2 separate regions of the Sus scrofa genome follow, and region 2 is linked to region 1. The links are chromatin contacts, called in public Hi-C maps. All regions are on one chromosome and are shown on one strand. The core of a region is the stretch at or near the end of the contact, and the rest is flanking DNA. Distances in the headings are between cores, read along the strand shown. Region 1 holds the start of VPS37C (vacuolar protein sorting-associated protein 37C). Region 2 holds the start of PRPF19 (pre-mRNA processing factor 19).

What was found. A called contact is a pair of places that touch in the nucleus more often than the background predicts.
Region 2: a Hi-C map of liver shows a contact between it and region 1, with 4 times the contacts expected there. The contact joins the promoter of PRPF19 here to the promoter of VPS37C in region 1. A contact is called at or near these places in 2 of 5 promoter capture datasets (fetal liver and fetal skeletal muscle), 4 of 47 Hi-C or Micro-C datasets (heart right ventricle, liver and skeletal muscle) and 1 of 2 datasets of contacts at active chromatin or transcription factors (alveolar macrophages).

What each region holds. Positions count from the first base shown.
Region 1 is chr2:10,612,770-10,615,813 of Sscrofa11.1, forward strand. VPS37C (vacuolar protein sorting-associated protein 37C) reads left to right here and starts at 1,429. Exons shown (of 6, transcript XM_021082961.1): 1 at 1,429-1,723.
Region 2 is chr2:10,850,155-10,853,198 of Sscrofa11.1, forward strand. PRPF19 (pre-mRNA processing factor 19) reads left to right here and starts at 1,625. Exons shown (of 16, transcript NM_001128457.1): 1 at 1,625-1,659. The coding sequence starts at 1,641.

The DNA.
Region 1 (3,044 bases), core at 179-2,678:
TGGTTGCCTCATGGTTCAGGATGACTATTCTAGCTCCAGCCATCACACCCACGTTCCAAGTTCTGACACAGTACCAGTAAGTGGAAGTATAAGCTCAAGACAATCCATCTTTGTTTTCTAATGTTTTACCCCAAAAAGTCATAAAATACAGGATTAAAAAGTATATAGCACAAAAGGGCTTATAACTAAAGGTTAAAGTCATCTGCCCTGGCCCTCCGCACCCCTTGGAAAGAGTTTCAACCCAGCTTTCCAGAAGCTGTTGTCAATGGGAGCCACTCTGACATCATATTCAAAGTGAAATAAATGTTTGCAAAACCAGTCATGGCATCTCTCAAAAGCGGTACTGGTGTCTCAAGATGGGTCAAATAGCTGAGACTGCCTTCCTCACTGATCTCTCCTGTACTCTAAGAGGTGACCATTCATTGGAGAACAGTGATCACCTGACCCAATGGTCGTTAATTCATAGGCTGCCTGACAGCCTTTGAGGAGGCAAGAAAGTAAATTCTGCCCACTTGGAGCAATGGGGATTATCTTAGCCAATCAGATCCGTTCTCTCTAGCATTTGAAATAGAAAATTTGGGACTATCTGCGGAAAGGAAAAGAACAGAGTCAAATTAGGAGAATGAGGCCTTGAATATTGCTGTTCCTGGCACTACCATCACCCCTGGATTTTATTGTTAAGTGACACAATAATTTACACTTTGCAGAAGCTGCTTTGAATTGGATTTCTGTCACTAGCAACGATGGTCTTAATTCAACATCTAATAAGGTTTTGAATTGGGGTGGCCGGTTTCCTTGGTCTATGGCAGCTCTCCTCCTGAGGTCCTATTCTTACAAAGCTGCAATAACAGACGCTGTTGGGAGGCCAAACAGGTAATGGACTTCGCCTCCAGGCCTGGTTGTCTGTCCAGTACAAGCTGCCAAGGAAAGAGAGAGGTAGTAGTGTCAGGACCTTGCTTCACGAGACATCAGCCTTGTAATTCTGGGCAAGTGAGGATGTATAAGGCCGTCTGTTATTTTATTTTAGTCCACACAGAATGGACTAAATGTAACCTACGGCCCTGGGAAACAGGTTACTTTTGGAGAAACTACTCAGAGTTGTTTTCAGGACCCTGCCATATTGGCAGGAGACTGCTGTTTGCGAGGGGACACCTAGGGCTGTGATCCCTCTAGTCTGCGTTGGGGTTCCGCAGTCTGATCTCAGACATCTAAGGAGTCCCTTCGGTGCTGGGATTCCATTCTTTTCCTTTCGGGGCTCTTTTGATCCGCTTTAGCGGCTTTCCCAAGGCCGAGCTCGGTTAAATCTAGGGGAGCCTCTAGCGACTGCCAGCAAAGTCATTGGACTCCTGCGCAGGCGCACTCGCTCAGGGCCGTCTGGGTTCCGCCCAATGGGCGGCCCCTTCTGGGGGCGGGGCAATGGCCTGCGGGGGGCGGGGCCGGGCGTCCACTGCGCGCGGGTGTGGTCTCGTGGGCCCTGTCGTGGGTGTGGTCCCGGCTGGCAGCGAGTGTATATGTGTTGGGGGCGGGGGTGCGGTATCGTGGTGACTTTGAGGCCCGCAGCGCGCCCGACGTGTTGCCGGACGAGTGGCTTGGCCTCGCTCCCAGCGCCCGGACGTTGGAGGGGGGGTCACATCCGGCGGGGGGGCGGGCCTCCAGGACCCCGGAAGTGTGGACTCCGGCTGCGATTTAACCCGCGACGGCGGTGGCGGCGGCCGCGGTAGGGGTAGGTGAGCTGGGGCCCGGGGAGGGGCAAGGATGGGGATGGGGGCGGCGCTGGCAATCGCTCCCAGCTCACCCCCGCCTGCCCGCCTCACTCCGGCAGAAGCTGGTGATTGGGCGTAAGGGGCGCGTGACTCCCGCTGAGAGCTGGCGCCCCGGCCCCTCGCCGTGGGAGGGCGGGAGGGAGGGAAAGAGGCATTGCCCGAGCTCCCCGCGCAGGTTGCGCCTCCAGCCCCGCCCCCTTCCTCGTACTTGAGCGTCTTGCTGGTCACCAGTCTGGTGACGTTAGAACAGGTTTACCCGTTGTGCAGGTGGGGAAACAGGCCTAAGAGTGGGATCTGACTTGCCAGCAGGAGTGCCGCTTAGTGGGTTCTGAGGGGCGCTCAGGTCTTTAACTCCCTGGCCTATGTCATTTCTCAGGGCAGTGAGAATGTGGCTTTTCAGCCTTGGGGTCGTTCTTATCCTTTATTCTGGACCTGGACTTAGACTGCTCAGCATCACTGACCAGTGCATAGTCCTGCACCTGCTGGGTGCAAAGGGCATTGGTGTGTGTGTATCTCCAGTATGTACCTGGTTCTCCTGAGTTCAGAGAGCAGTGGTGTGTGTGTGTGTGTGTGTGTGTGTGTGTGTGTGTTTGTGTTTATTGGCAGAGTTGACTCTACACCTCAGGGTTTCAGCCCCTGAGACGAGTCAGTGCTTTCTCAGCTACCCACTGTCTAGGCTCACTCACCCTGGAATGTCCACCCTTAGCTCTGGAAACTTCACAGAAGCACTTCCTTTCACTTCAGTATCCCAGTAATACCATTGCTGATTCAGGCCTTTTCCACCGTCTTCATTGGCTCCTTGCCTCTTTTCCAGGAGTCCCATTTCCTACTGGTGCAGCCAGGATGCTGCCACCGGGCTCTCGGGTCTGTGATGGTCAGCCCTAGAGCTTGAGGTGGTGGTGACAAGGATTTGGGAAGGAAAGACTTTCTTTGGCTATTGTCCAAAGCCGAGACCCTGCACAGGCCTGAACTCTGATTCTGGATAGGACTGAAGACTTGGGATGAGACACTGCAACCCTAAAGTGAAGGTTCTTGGCAGTCATAGTGCCCAGAAAAGCTTTTATTCCTAGATTATCTTAGAAGTCTGGCTTGGTGCCTTTGTAATTTCCATTAGGTAGAAAAATTTCATTATAGACTTCATCTGGGCGGCTTTTGGTGGCTGTTTTTTGTTTTGTTTTGTTTTTTCCTAAGGTAGCAGTAGATCTGATTTCTTGTTTGGTTGCCATGTGCCAGGGGTTTTGTGAACATACTGGATTCTAGGAACACTTCAAGGTAGGTGGT
Region 2 (3,044 bases), core at 375-2,874, 240 kb after region 1:
AAAGCTAACCACTTCTAGTATAACGCCCTTCCTAAACAGATCCATTTTATTTTATATTTTAATATTAAAGTACAGTTGATTTATTATGTGCAAAGTGATTTAGTTATATATATATGTACTTTTTTCTCAAAAAATTCCGTTATGGTTTATCCCAGGAGATTGGATATAGTTCCCTGTGCTATGCAGTAGGACCTTGTCAATCTATTCTAGCTCTGATTTTTTTTCTTGTTATGGCCATACCTTTGGCATATGGAAGTTCCTGGGCTAGGAGTTGAATTGGAGCTGCAGCTGCCAGCCTGCACCACAGCAACACAGGATCTGAGCCACACCTTTGACCTACACTGAAGCTTGCACTGGATCCTTAACCCACCGAGGGAGGCCATGGACCCATATCCTCATGGACACCATGTTGGGTTCTTAACCCATTGAGCCACAACAGGAACTCCAGTCCAACTATTCTAAATATAGTAGTTTGCATCTACTACATCCAAGCTCCCAGTCCATCCTTCTCCCTCGGCAACTACCAGTCTGTTCTTGTCCGTGGGTCTGTTTTGTATATAGGTTCACTTGTGCCATATTTTAGGTTCCACATGTGTTATTACGTGGTATTTGTCTTTCTCTTTCTTAGTATGATCATCTCTAGTTACATCTCTGTTGCAGCAAGTGGCATTATTTTGTTCTTCATTATGGCTGAGTAGTATTCCACTGTATATATGTACCACATCTTCTTAATCCACTTATCTGTTGATAGACACTTAGGTTGTTTCCAAGTCTTGGCTATTGTGAATAGTGCTGCAGTGAACATTGGGGTGCATGTATAAATGGATCCATTTTATTTCCTACCACATCTGAGTACTTAAAATGCCTGGCATTCAACCAACAATAGTTGTGACAGTCCTGCTATATTTCAGGTACTGTGTCAGCCTCTTAGAAACAACAATAACCAGAACAACTGTGGTTCCTGCCATCATGGAATTTACAGTCTAGCGGAGAACCCAGCCATCAGAAAAGTTTTTTCACCTATCAGCATCCGCGCCTTCTTCCTTGGACCTTTCAAAGGGTACTCCGAGAAACACTTGTCAAGAATCACGTGGGAGCAGCCATGGAAAACGCTCTCTTCAGCGGACCCCAGGAAGATGCGTTTTGAGAAGCGGGGTAATTCTCGCTCGCAACAGCGTTTGCAAGACTACGATCCCAAGGCCCCCCCTTCCCGCTCCGGTCTCAAAAGAGTCGATTGGTTTAAAGTTTCTGAGTTGATTGGTTTAAAAAATTACTGAGTTGATTGGATTAAAACTCCCACTGCATCACGGGAAATGTAGTTTCGGCTCTCCTTTCCCCCAACCCCAAGAGAGCTTTACGAAAGGAGCCGAGCGGGCCCGGAAATAGCCGAGTACTTCCTGGCGCGCCCTTTCCTGCCCGGTTGCATTCTGGGAAAGGACAGTTTCCGTTAAAAGCTGGAGGCTGAGGCGCGCGACCAGCCGCTGTCCCACGTGAAACGTTGCGGGAGCATCGTCCAGCGGGGTCGCTCCCCGCTTGCGCGGAGCGTCCCGGAAGCAGCGGGGAACCGGAAGTGGGCCCCGCGGGCTCAGAAGCTGATCCGAAGCCAGGTGTGAGGAGCCTCGGAGCGCAGCTACGGCAACATGTCCCTGATCTGCTCTAGTGAGTATCGCCTGTGGCCGATCGCTGGGCGCAGGAGGCCACAGAGCCGAGTGGGAGGATCTGCGGGCCTCTGCGGCGCCGGGGCGGGGGTGGAGGTGAAAACGCGGCTCCCGGGGGGGCAGGGCGGCGGCCTGTCAGCCCCGGGGGTCCTCCTCCTCAAGCGTGGGGTGCATTTGCGCAACGCTTCACAGTTTACATAACGCCTCAAGTGTATTGTCGCAGGCAGCGCCGAGGCCACCCACCTTGTTTGCGCAGTTGAACAGAGGCCTGGATAGAGGGAGCTGGTGCAGGGGAAACAGCTCTGCTGTAGAAATTAGGAAATGCGAGGGCTCGTGCAGGATCCGCCTCAGATTGGCTTTGTGATGTGGCGCAAGGATGCGGGCCTCAGTTTCCCCATCTGCAAAATGAGGGCCTTGGCACTGGATGTTGTCTGAGGCCCTGCTCGGGTAGGCAGAGCTTCTGCAATTTGCAAAGGTCGGACAGTGAGTTACAGGCTGTGACAGGGCTGGGAGCCAGGGACCTGGCTTCCAGCCTCACCCTTTACGGACTGCTGAAAACAGCGCACTTTTATAAAGCCTCTGTTGATTTACAGCTCGTTTGCAAGACTGTGATCTTGTTATGTTCTCATTTCTCCAGAGCAGAAATAAAGATCCTGTTTTACAGATAAGGATGTAAGGCTGAAGCAGAATGTGGCTTTTGTAAAACAGTACAGCTAGTAAGTGGTAGAGCTGGGTGATGGAGTCAGGTTCTCCCTGACCATGAATCTGTGCTTTTTTCAAATGCCTTGACCTGTCTTTCCTTTCGGTATTTTATTGTGATATTTTGTACTCATTGTTATTGGGTTATTAGTCTCTCATCCTTTTCTTTCTTTGCTTCCTAACTCTCAGGCCCTTTACTCCTCTCAGAACCTTTCCATAAATCCAAAAGAAAAAAAAAGGAAAGAAAGGGGGAAGGGAAATGTGACTAGATAAAGGAAAGGTACACCTTAAAGAAATTATAGTGTGCCAAGTATTTTCACATTCATTGTTTCAATCTTAAGGAAGCCCTTAAGGAAGCTCCATCCTTCCTCTCTTTGGCTCATCTCTTAGATGTTTACTGAGCGCCTGCTGGGCATCTGCCTTGTCCTGGAAGTCGGAAGCCAGCTATAATCTCTATCCTCAAGGGTGTAAATGATACCTCAGTTGGGGGTTGTTGTGGGGATGATTTAAGCAATGGGAAGTGTTTACAGGCTGTGCTTGGCACCTAGTAAACACCACGTAAATGCTTTCTCTTATTATAGCACTTGTCACATCTCTTTGAGAATCCATCTAGGCTTTAGCCTGAGGTTTAAGTGAGGTTTGTGTGTGTCTCCCTGTTCTGCAGTGTAATGGGTACCTAAGCATCTT